2 separate regions of the Mus musculus genome follow, and region 1 is linked to region 2. A link is a contact called in public promoter capture Hi-C data. All regions are on one chromosome and are shown on one strand. Each heading gives the region's core, a stretch centred on a gene start, on an enhancer-like site or on the middle of the called end of the contact. The rest is flanking DNA. Distances are from core to core; before and after follow the strand shown.

Region 1 (6,204 bases), core at 226-2,725, 160 kb before region 2:
TCTAATAAATGCGCTGAGTTTCAGGGCTGCTGGGGAGTCTCCATCAGAGCACACAGCTCATTCGATCCCAGCTTGTCTGTACACATGTCTGTGTGTCTGTCCTTTCTTCATTCCTTCATCATCTGAGTTGGGTCAACCACAGAAGCTGTGCGGAAGCCAGACGCTCCCTGGTTGTTCAGGATATGAATGCTCAGGAAGTCCAATGCAGGAAGTGAGGGTGAGCAGTTTTCTGTGTGCATGTGTGTATACATGTGTGCATGCATGTGAGTGTACATATGTACACAAGGGTACACATGTATGTACAGGCTACAGCCCAACCTCTGGTGTCCTTCCTCAGGTGCTGTCTAGGGTTTTTGTTTGTTTTGGGAACAGGGTCCTTCCGTGGCCTGGACCTTGTCAAATAGGCTATGGTGGCTGCAGAGCACTTGCTCAGCATGCAGGGGTCCTGTTTCCAATCCCTAGCACTGTGGGGATGGGGGAAGCAACCCGACTTACCTGTAACTTGGTCATTGTTCTCTTCTCTTTGAGACAAGGCAGGGCTCTGGGAAGCAAGCTGGGGGAGGAAGGGCTTCGTGAGAACACTGCTAGGACAGTTGTTCCACATGGCTTCCTCAGCTTCTCCATCAGCCCCAAGGGCTGTGCGCGCTGACCAGGCTTTTCTACTAAGCTCCCGGGTTACCAGACTCACCACATTCTCTGTTTCTGGAAGCTTCAGGAATACTGGGTACTCCTACCTTCACAAAGCCGCCTGTGGTGATGGGTTTTCTAGAAAAGCAATTCTTTAAGCTCTGAACTCTCTAATGAACGCTGTCAAAACTGACCGTCACTCTCAGACGGGCCTGTTAATTTGATGGCTATTTTACACATACTTGTTTCTATACACGGGAGTGAAATCCCTCCCCCTTCCCAGTCCTCTGTCTCTACCACTAAAAGGTTGACATTCTAGTGAAGGTCGCTCACCTGAAAAAGCCTCCAAAAAGTCTCCATTCCCGCGTGCATGAAATAAGGACCAACAAAAACCTGAACCCTTTCTTTAAAAGGGAGTTTTTGCCCCTGCGATATGGCTCAAGGAGTACATGTACTGTGGTGGAGCCTGGTCAGCTGAATTCGAGTCTCTGGACCCCACATGGTGGAGGAGTGACTCTACTCCCACTTTTTATAAGCTGTGGCACGCCCCACTCTTTAAGTAAATAAACAAATAAATAAATGCAAAAAAAAAAGTCACATCAAAACCAGAGTTGCGTACCACTTAAGGCTTTAGGACACTGGCCATCTGTCACCACAGCTCCTCTACCAGGCTCCCATGGGAAGCTAGACTCTCCCCGGGGCTCCAGGAGCAGCTGAGATGGGTCCAGGAATCCCTGGCAGCGCCACCTCAGGAAGAGCCCAGCTAGAGAGAACCGGTCGCCGCCGCAGCCACCACCACTGCCTGCTTCTCCCGGTCCACAGACTCTGTCCCCACGGGACACTCAGGGAACACGGCGGCACCTGAAGGGGCGCGGGACCCTCCACGTCTCCCCTCCCTGGCACACCCGGAGGTAACCATGCCTCCCGGAGCGGAAGCGACCTCGACCTACACAGGCGCCGGAACTACAGTTCCCAGAATGCGTCAGCAAAAGTGCCTGGCTTTGGAGCACATCTAGGACACCATCAGAAACCTTCCTTAGAAAGGTTACACCCATTTGAGGGATGGAGCCATCCTCACATCTCAACATTTTAAACCGTGAAATCTTTCTGTCCAAAGGAAAAACAGGGACAAAAAAATGGAGCAGAGACTGAAGGAAAGACCGCCCCACCTAGGGATCCATCCCACCTGCAGACACCAAATCCCCACAATATTTCTGATGATAAGAAGTACTTACTAATAGGAGCCTGGTTTGGCTGTTTCCTGAGAGGTTCTACCAACACCTGCAAATACAGCCAGCCGTCGAACTGGCCCCGGGGACCCCAATGGAAAAGCAAGGGGAAGGACTGAAGTAGCTGAAGGGGTTTGCAACCCCATAAGAAGAACAATATCAACTAACTGGACCACCCAGAGCTCCCAGGGACTAAACCACCAACCAAAGAGTACACATGGAGGGACCCATGGCTCTAGATACATATGTATTAGAGGATGGCCCCATCTGACATCAGTGGGAGAAGAGGGAGGCTTGATGCCCCAGAGTAGGGGATGTCAGAGGGGGAAGGCAGAGTGGGTGAATAGGTGGAGGAGCACCGTCATAGAGGCAAACAACACCCTCATGAACAACAACTATAGATACTGTTTTCTTTTCTTTTCTTTTTTTGTTTTTGTTTTGTTTTCTTTGTTGTTTTTGTTTTTTTTTTTTCCTAAACAGTTTCTCTGTGTAGCCCTGGCTGTCCTGGAACTCCCTGTGTAGACCAGCTATCCTCGAACTCATAGATCTGCCTGCCTCTGCCTCCCAAGTGTTGGAATTAAAGGGGTAGGCCACCATGACCAGCTGTGGATACTTTTTTAAAACATTGAAGTCCCATATTATACTGTATTATAAAAGCTAAAACTTACTTCACAACTATAAGAACTCGATTCCACAGCAAAGTCAGAGTCCCTACATAGAATCCCCCAGTGAGGGGCTGGAGGAATGACCTAGTGGTCAAACACAGAGTATCTGAGTCAACATTCTATTGCTGTGAAGAGACACCACCTAGGCACTTCTCTCTGCCTCCCTCTCTACTTACCCCACCTCCCCTATACCCTTTCTCCCTCTGTCTCTTTTTCAATAATTTATTGGTTTTTTAATTCACTTTACATCCCAATCACAGCCCCCTCCCTCCTCTCAGCACAATTCTACCCTTACAAATCCCTCCTCCCTCACTGCCCCCCTTTTGTATCACCCTGCCCTGGGATATCTAGTGCCAGCAGAACTAGGCACATCCTCGCCCACTGCAGCCCAACAAGACAGACAGGTAGTGGGAAGGTAATCCAATGGTAGGCAGCAGAGTCAGAGATAGCTCTCTCTCTACTTATTAGGGGACCCACATGAAGACCAAAGTGCACATTTATTACAAATGTGTAGGGGGGGTCTAGGTCCAGCTCGTGCATGCTCCCTGGTTGGTGATCCAGGTTCTGTGAGTCCCCATGGACCCAGGTTTGTTGACTTTGTAGGTTTTCTTGTGGTGTCGCTGACCCCCGGGGCTTGCTAACATCTATCTCTAACTCTTCCATAAGACTCCCTGAACATTGCCTGATGTTTGGCTATGAGTGTGCGCATCTGCCTCCATCTGATGCCGGATGAAGCCTCTGAGGAGACAGTTATGCTAAGTTCCTGTCTGCAAGCATAGCGGAGTATCATTAATAGTGTCAGGGGTTGGCTCTCTCCCATGGGATGGGTCTCAAGTTGGGTCAGTCATTGGTTGCCTGTTCCCCCAGACTCTACTCCGTCTTTATCCAAGTACGTCTCGTAGGCAAGACAGATTTTGGATTGAAGGCTTTGTGGGTGGACTGATGTCTGCCTCTCTCCTATGGAAGTCCTACCTCCCAGTACAGGAGGTGGCCACTTCAGCCTGGTTCTATCCCGTTCTGGTAGAAATCTCAGCTAGGGTCACCCCTATAGACTCCCCATATTTTTGCCATCCCAGGCTTCCAGCTAGTCACCAGAAATGCCACCCACCAATTTCCATTCTCACTCCTAGACCTTTCCCATCCCCATCTTCTCCCCATACCTGGTCACTATCCCTGTTCCCCTCTTCACCCCCTCTCCTACCCAGTTCCCTCTCTCCATCCACCTCTGATGACTATTTAGTTTCCCCTTCTGAGAGAGAGTCACACACCCTCCCGTGGAACCTCTTTATTACCCAGTGTCTTTGGGTCTGTAGATTATAACATGGTTATCCTGCACTTGGTTAATGTCCACTTATAAGTTAGTACATGGCACATGTGTCTTTCTGGCTCTGGGTTACCTCACTCAAGTTCCATCCATTTGGCTACAGAATTCATAATGCCTTTGTTTTTAATACCTGAACAGTATTCCAAAATTTCCTTATCTATTCTTCAACCAATATACAGCAAGCAAGTAGCCAGCATCAAATGAAAAATGGAGCGAAACTTAAAGCATTTCAAGTAAAATAAGAAACACGACAAGGTTGCCCTTTTATTCTCACTATCTATTCAATATAGTACTTGAAATTCTAGACCAAGCCATAAGACAAGAGATCAAGAGAATACAAATTGGAAAGGAAGAAGTCAAAGCACCACTATTTCCAAATGACATGATACATAAGCAACCCCAACTATTCTCCCAGAGAACTCCTACAGCTGATAAACACCTTCAGCAAAGTGACTGGATACAAAATTAACTAAAAAAAAAAAAAAATCAGTAACCCTCCTTTATACAAAGACTAAACAGGCTGAAAAAGAAACGAGGGAAACAAAACCCTTTACAATAGCCATAAATAATATGAAACATCTTGGTATAACTCTAACAAAGCAAGTGAAAGACCTGTATGAAAAGACCTTCAAGTCTCTGAGGAAAGAAACTGAGGAAGACCAAGACAACTCTTGAAATAGAGAGCATTCATTTGTGGGCAGGTTTAGAGTTTCAGAAGCTTAGTCCCTTACATCACAGCTGGAAGCATGGCAGCAAGCTCGAGCCAGCCAGCTTCAAACATATGAACCTTTCAGAGCCATTCTCACTCCAACTACCACATTCCACTCCCTGGATCCCATAAGCTTGTAACCATAACATACTGCAACAGTTATATAAACTATAAGGTATGCGATACACTCATAACTTTCAGTCCATCAATTTTGTCAATTTATATACACTACTCTAACGTCTAACCTAACTTAAAGAGCTTATAATTCTCTACCTGAATTATGTTTTGATTTTAACTTGCATCGCCAGCTGAAAACCATCCTTTCAAATCTACATCATCTTCCTCAATTTTAAACAATTAAAGTTTGATTATGAGACTATAACAGTTTTCAATCCTGTCAGAAATCCGAGGATGAATTAAACATTATCTGAATATATAGCAAGCACAAAAACATAGCTTCCAAAATTTAAACAAATTGTAGAGACAGCTGGCTACCTGGACAGTCCCCTATTCCTCAAAATGGAGCATCTGTCTTCAGCCTTCTGGACCAGAACCATGAGGCAGACTTTGGATGAGGCAGGAACTATAAATGATTAGCCTACTCTGTCTTGGCAGAGCTAAGCTGTCGACTATCCTACATCTTGTATCCTTTCCTGGACAGTATATTTGTCTGTAGATGCATTGGGGCCATTTTTGTCCAGTGGCTACTTTGCCACAACTGGAGCAAGTCCATATTGAGGTTTTGGTGCTCAGTTTCTTCTTTGAACCATGAAGGGAGTACTGTCAGGAGCAGACATGTCTCTAGTCAAATTTTCTAATAATAATAAATTGATTAAATGTCATATTTTGTGGATTTTTGATGTTTTTGAAGACTATATATCTATATAAAATATATCTGAACTGTTAAATCTTGATTCCTCTTAGCTATTTCTATTTGAATAATATTGAAACTACTTTGATATAATCATATCAGAATCTAATATAACCATGAGTTTACTATCTGGTCCTTAATGTGCCTTAACATCCTAAACAGTTTGTAATATCAGCTATTAGAAGGACTGGGTCAGAACCTTGTATTCTTAAATGAGTTGAATAGCACAATGACTATCTAAGAGTAACAATATTAACTTCAAATTTTGTATCAATATAATAAATTTACACCAATGAAAACCTTAAATATACATGTCTATAAATTCTGTACCAATGTAAAAATTACAACTTTTATTTGCATCAATTATAAAGATTTCTACCAATGTAAGATTGTGGCTATACAATGCTTAGCTTAAGAATAAATTTAGTGGGGCTGAAGAAATGGCTCAGTGGTTAAGAGCACTGACAGCTCTTTCAAAGGTTCTGAGTTCAATTCCCAGCAACCACATGGTGGCTCATAGCATCTGTAATGGGATTCAATGCCTTCTTCTGGTGTGTCTGAGGACAGCTACAGTGCACTCATATAAATAAGTAAATAAATAAATCTTTTTTTTAAGGGGTAAATTTAGTAATCCGTCCCCCATCTATTTCCTCCCTGTTCAAAATTATGACCATTTACAAATTATCCCTTAAAATGACAACCTGTCTATAATTTATAGAATAACCATAACCAGACCCCAAAACCTAGGGGATCAGGATGACGACTCTTCACAACTTCTT
Region 2 (5,757 bases), core at 2,513-5,012:
AAAAGTAACGAGACCATTGAGAGAGGAGAGACAGAGAGATAGAGACAGACAGAGAGAGGCCCTCAGAGGCCTAAGTCCAGTTTGAGCTTCCACAAAGAGAAAAGGAGACATTCTGGGAGCAGAAACCCAGCTTAGTGTGCCCGTCCTGTCCACTGTCTCCCTGCACCATCATTCCCTCTTCAGAAAACCTCATTGTGGGGGTGAGGTGGCTCACACCTTAAAACCCAGCACCTCAGAAACACAGGCAGGCAGATCTCAGGAGTTCCAGGCTAGCTGGGGCTCCATAGTAGTTTCCGTGTGTCCCAGGGTTCCCCAAGACAGGAGCCTGGGGTCAGTACTTCCTCTAAATGCCAGCACTTAAATAAAGTTGACTCCCCTACCCTCTCTTATCTCCTAACTGTTTGCTTCTAACATCAGTCTTTTACCTGATCTATTTTGTGTTATTATTCAGTGAGAATAGTCTGTTTTCTTAGCTGTTTCAAATGTAGGATTTACTGTAACTGTAGTCACAATGTCAGACTCTGTGTGTGGGTGGGGGGTGCATGCATGTGAATCTGGATGAACATACCTGAGCACGCACACACTTGTGCACGCACACACCTGAGCACGCACACACCTGTGCACGCACACACCTGAGCACGCACACACCTGTGCACACAGCGATGCTTTGTGTCTTCTCCTATTGCTTGCCACCTCATTGCCTTGAGGCAGGCTATCTCACTAAAGGAGCTCACCCAGTTGGCAGCACCCAGGATATGTCTGCGTCCACCTCCCAACAAATGCTGTGACTCCAGTCCCACTGGATCTGATGCCCTTTCCTGCCCTCCACAGGAACCAGGCACACTCATGGTGCATTTACACACAAGCAGGCAAAACACATAAACACACAAAATAGTTTAATTAAAAAGATAATCCTCTCAAGCACATGTCATCAAGTATACACAGGAATGTTTATAAGAAGGAATATTCAGAGTGCGTATGCGTACAGCAGCAGAAAACTGTTAAGAGCCTGAGCTGCTAACTGCTAAGTTCAGTTCAGCTGGTTTCTGGGGAGGGTGACTGCTGACCCTCACGGAGAACTGCGAGAAGGGCATGCAGTGAGCCAAGCCTGCCTTTCGGGCCAGGCTCTGCTGCTCCCTAAGCATGGGGCCTTCAGGCGCATCTCCTGTCTTCTTATCATCTTTCTGCATCTGTTAAGTGAGGGAGGAGGCTTTATCGAGAGATAGAAGTTACAGGGAAGCAGAGCCTGGTGCCGGTGGCCCAAGGACAATGCCAAATCCCTCCTCTGCCCACTTTGCGGCATGTATGCAGATGAGTGCACTCACCCGTATGTGCATGAGGAGGCCAGAGGTCGATATTAGTGTCTCTCTATATATGTATGTGTGTGTGTGATGTATACATGATGATGTATATATTTAACATGTATGCTTTGTGTATATATATAAATATATATTATATGTATATATAGTATATATACTATATATATGTGTGTATATATATATATATATATATATATATATATAACATGCATGCTGTGCCTCGGGAGGACAGAAGAGGCCTCTTATGGAGGAAGTTCAAGGGGAATTTACTGAGACTCAGTCTCACAAATAAAATAAAATAAAATAAAATAAAATAAAATAAAATAAAATAGAGATGGTTCAGTAGTCAACAGCACTGGCTGCTCTTACAGAGGACAGGGGTTCAATTCCCAGCACCCACATGGCAGCTCTCAACCTTCTGTTGCTCTAGTTCCAGGGGATCCAACACTCTCTTCTGGCCTTGGCAGCCACCAGGCAGGCACGTGGTGCTCAATCATACTTACAAAGCACTCATACATATAAAAGAAAATGAAATCTTTAAAACATGTAAGCGGAGGGCTGGGCTAAGGCTCTGTGGTAGGGAGCTTAACAAGCCTACTTAAATTCAGTCCCCAATACCCTACCTCAAATGTATGAATGCTGAAACCTTAACTAAAGGCCCAGTGAGGTGGCCTGCTGGGTAAAGGCGCTTGGGACCCATGGGATAGAAGGACAGTGCTGATTCTTGCTGACTCCTCTGGCATCCAAATGTGCATTGCTGCATGTGTGCGCACACATCCTAGAGGGCACACATCCCGCTTATAACTCAGTGAATCTGGTGGCATTGAGCACTCTTCATAAACAGCCCTCCAACCAATCACTGCCCTGATGGTTACCTTGAATATGAAAAACTCGTGCTTTCTGTCTCCAGGCTTCAACAATAAAAAAATTCTTCACGGGCTGGAGAGAAGGCTCAGCGGTTAAGAGCACTGGCTGCTCTTCCAGAGGTCCTGAGTTCGATTCCCAGCAACCACATGGTGGCTCACAACCATCTGTAATGGGATCTGATGCCCTCTTCTGGTGTGTCTGATGACAGCTACAGTGTACTCACTATATATATATCCATCCTTTATAAGCTGGCCATGTGGCCCAGGCAGCAGTGTGCTTACCTAGCATGCATAACATGCATGGGGCTCTAGGTTTAATCCCGTGGAGTGTGCCTCTATCAGCACTCCAAGGAACATTTTTTTTTTTTTCAAATTTGAAAGAAAAGCCGAAGGGAAGGCAAACTTTAAGTCTTGGCAGCTAGGTGCCCATAGGAGAACAGAGAAGAGCTTGGCGGGGGCATGGAGGGAGGCGATGCTGTTTGAGTTAGGCTGACATGGAGATCAGCTCTGGGGACAAGCACGCATGTGTGCTTGTGTCTTGAAATGCAGATCAGTGGTAGAGCACATCCTACATAGCAAGGCCCTCTCTCTTTTCTCAGTACAGAAGAGAATGGGAGAGAATAACGAAAAGCCGAGGGGGTGGGGAGAGCCCAGCAGTCCTGAGGCCAAGGCAGGTGGGTTTCTTTGAGTTCTAGACCAGCCTGGTCTACACAGTAAGACCCCACCTCAAAACAAGAGAGCTGCCTTTAATCCCAGCACTTGGGAGGCAGAGGCAGGCGGATTTCTGAGTTTGAGACCAGCCTGGTCTACAGAGTGAGTTCCAGGACAGCCAGGGCTATACAGAGAAACCCTGTCTCAAAACAAACAAACAAACAAACAAACAAACAAACAAATAACCAAGAGAGCTGATTGTGGCGGCACACACAGGTAGGTTATGCTGAAGAGGCAGACACAGGAGGGTAAGTTTGAGGTCAGGCTGATGGACTCACGGTTTTTTTTCTTTAAGAAAGGAAAAGCAATAGGGGAGGTGGAACTTCTGCCTCTCAGCTGTCTTTCCATTGGGTGACTGCACCCTCTGCCCAGTGGCCTTCCAGCTGCTTCAGGCTGTGCCCCTAGTCCTTTGAATGTTTGCCCCTTCTGTAGCCCTGCGATCCGCCCACTTCTGCCGCCCACCTCGTGCCACAGGTCCAAGCCTAGACCTTTCTCTACAGATGTTCTGTCTTGGAGGAGCTGGGCTCTTCCTTAAAGTCCTTCAAGATCGCTTCTTGCAGCCAGCTGAATCAGTCTTGTGCTTGCTCAGATAAGGACGTTAATTCCTCCCTTCCGCCGTACCCTACCCCGATCGGTCTGACAACACTACAGAAGACCCGGGATTCGAACTCGAAATCTCCAGAGCTGCCCACCCAGCCAAACAGCAGGCCCGCCCAGAGAAACAATGCGCACGCGCCTTCTCAGCAGCAACATACTCCCTCGCCCCTCCGTAATCCGCATGCGTGCTGAAGCCAGCCACCTCCATTCACGCATGCTCAGTCTAACGCGCACGTTGGGTTCGCTTGCGCGCCCAGCCCGCGGCGCATGCGCCGAGCTAGCAGCGCAGGCCGTGACTCGTTGGGCTGCGTACTGTGGCTTCCTCTTCTTCCTCCTCTGGGAGCTTCCGGGACGCCAAGGCCTGTTCCGGAATAGCCGGCACCCGTTTTCTCGGCCTCTCTCATTCTCTGGCTTGTGACCTTCCGGCACCATTTACACGGCAGGTGGCTGTGGAGGACCTTCCCCGCCCACGCTGCACTCCCGTCACTCAGAGCGCGCGCTGCGACCCAGGAACTAATCAGCAGCTGCCCTAGGTAAGGGGAAGGGGGGACGCCCCGAGCCTGGGAGAGGCAGGCGCGCCGACGGGGCGGGGTTGGGGGTGGGGCGTATTCAAGCCCCGCCCCCGCCCTGCCGTTAAAAGGTCGCTGGGCGGCTGGCCAATGGGAGTAGGAACGTGAAGGTCTCGGAATTGCGGCGCCGTTAGCTGGAGGTACAAATAAATTAATAGAAACTATAGCCACTGTAAAGTGTCCCTGTAGTGCTGGTACGAGCCTTCTAACAGTATCGGGAGGAAATTTCTGGACACAGTCCCAAAGAAGCCGACATACACCTAGGGCCACCTTCCATGGAAATTGGATTTTGAGGTTCTTCATGCCTGAGTATTGGAAGGAGGCTCCATATAAGACTGCAAGTAGGGGCTGGAGAGATGGCTCAGAGGTTAAGAGCACTGACTGCTCTCCCATAGGTCCTGAGTTCAATTCTCAGCCACCACATGGTGGATCACAACCACCTGTAATGGGATCTGATGCACATTCTACTGGTGTGTATCTGAAGACAGCTACAGTGTACTCATATAAATAAATACATAAATAATATTTTTAAAAAGGGGGGCTAGAGAGATGGTTCAGCGGTTAAGAGCACTGACTGCTCTTCCAGAGATCATGAGTTCAAATCCCAGCAACCACATGGTGGCTCACAACCATCCGTAATGAGATCAGATGCCCTCTTCTGGTGTGTCTGAAGACAGCTACAGTGTACTTATATATTATAATAAATCTTAAAAAAAAAAAAAAAAAGACTGCAAGTAGACTAGGAAGCACTTAGAAAAATACGTGAATAGAACTGGACAAGGCGGCTCACACATGTAATTCCAGTAGTGTGGAGCCAGAAACAGGAGGGTCGCCATGAGTTTGAGACCAGCCTGAACTGCAGAGCAGGACCCTGTTTGAGAGGGAGAGGTGAGGAGGAGGAGGAAACAGTATTAAGTTGTGGAATGCACCATGCCTCAAGAGAAAAGGCATTAGAACAGTTAAGAATTGGGGGTCTCCTGGAAATTCTTGCAAAGCAACTTGTCAATTCTGGAAGATTCTCCAAAGAGGTGCTTCACATGTAGGTGGGAAGATAGCTCAGTGTGTGAAGTGCTTGTTTGCAAGCATGAAGACCCAGGTTTGATCCCCAGCAACCACATAAAAAGTGGAGCCTGGCGGCACGATCTTGTCATCCCAGTGCTGCGGAGGCAAGACTGGCAGATGTGCAGAGCTCCTTGCCCAGGCAAAAACAGTGTGGGGCTGTCAGGATGGTTGTATCAGGTAACGGGGCCACCACAAGGCCAAAGAATTGACTTCCATCCCTGCGGCCTACAGGATGGAAAGAGAAAATGGTCTCTCGGAAGTTGTCACCTGGCCTCCACAAATGTGATATGGCTCTGTGCCTGCTTGCACGCAGGCATGTGTATGTGTGTGTCTCACACACACAAGAAACCCAGAAGCTCCCACCCCAACATTATGCAGATTAGACTTCATTTCTGTGAGGTCAGGAATACCAGCTTAGTAGTTTATGCAGAGCTCTTCCTGGAGAACCCTAGAAACAGCATTGCAGGTCCCAGCTTGCAGGCAGATGGTGTCTCAGGTTCTGGATCGTTCCCCACAAGACCTGATGAGTAGAGTCAACTAGTGATTCCAGAGCAGTGTGCAGAGGGACACTTCACTTGCCTGAAAGGAGGGTGGGTGGTCCCAGTGAACGTCACTTCACTGTGAGGACAGGAT

The links. Capture Hi-C pulls out chosen DNA fragments and counts their contacts.
Region 1: a contact with region 2 is called in a promoter capture Hi-C map of adipose tissue. The contact joins the promoter of Zfp109 here to the promoter of Smg9 in region 2. A contact is called at or near these places in 1 of 39 promoter capture datasets (cranial neural crest) and 1 of 9 other capture datasets (adipose tissue).

The regions. Positions count from the first base shown.
Region 1 is chr7:24,236,123-24,242,326 of GRCm38.p6, forward strand. Zfp109 (zinc finger protein 109) reads right to left here and starts at 1,476. Exons shown (of 4, transcript NM_020262.3): 1 at 961-1,476; 2 at 496-553. The coding sequence starts at 510.
Region 2 is chr7:24,395,866-24,401,622 of GRCm38.p6, forward strand. Smg9 (smg-9 homolog, nonsense mediated mRNA decay factor (C. elegans)) reads left to right here and starts at 3,763. Exons shown (of 14, transcript NM_028047.2): 1 at 3,763-4,026.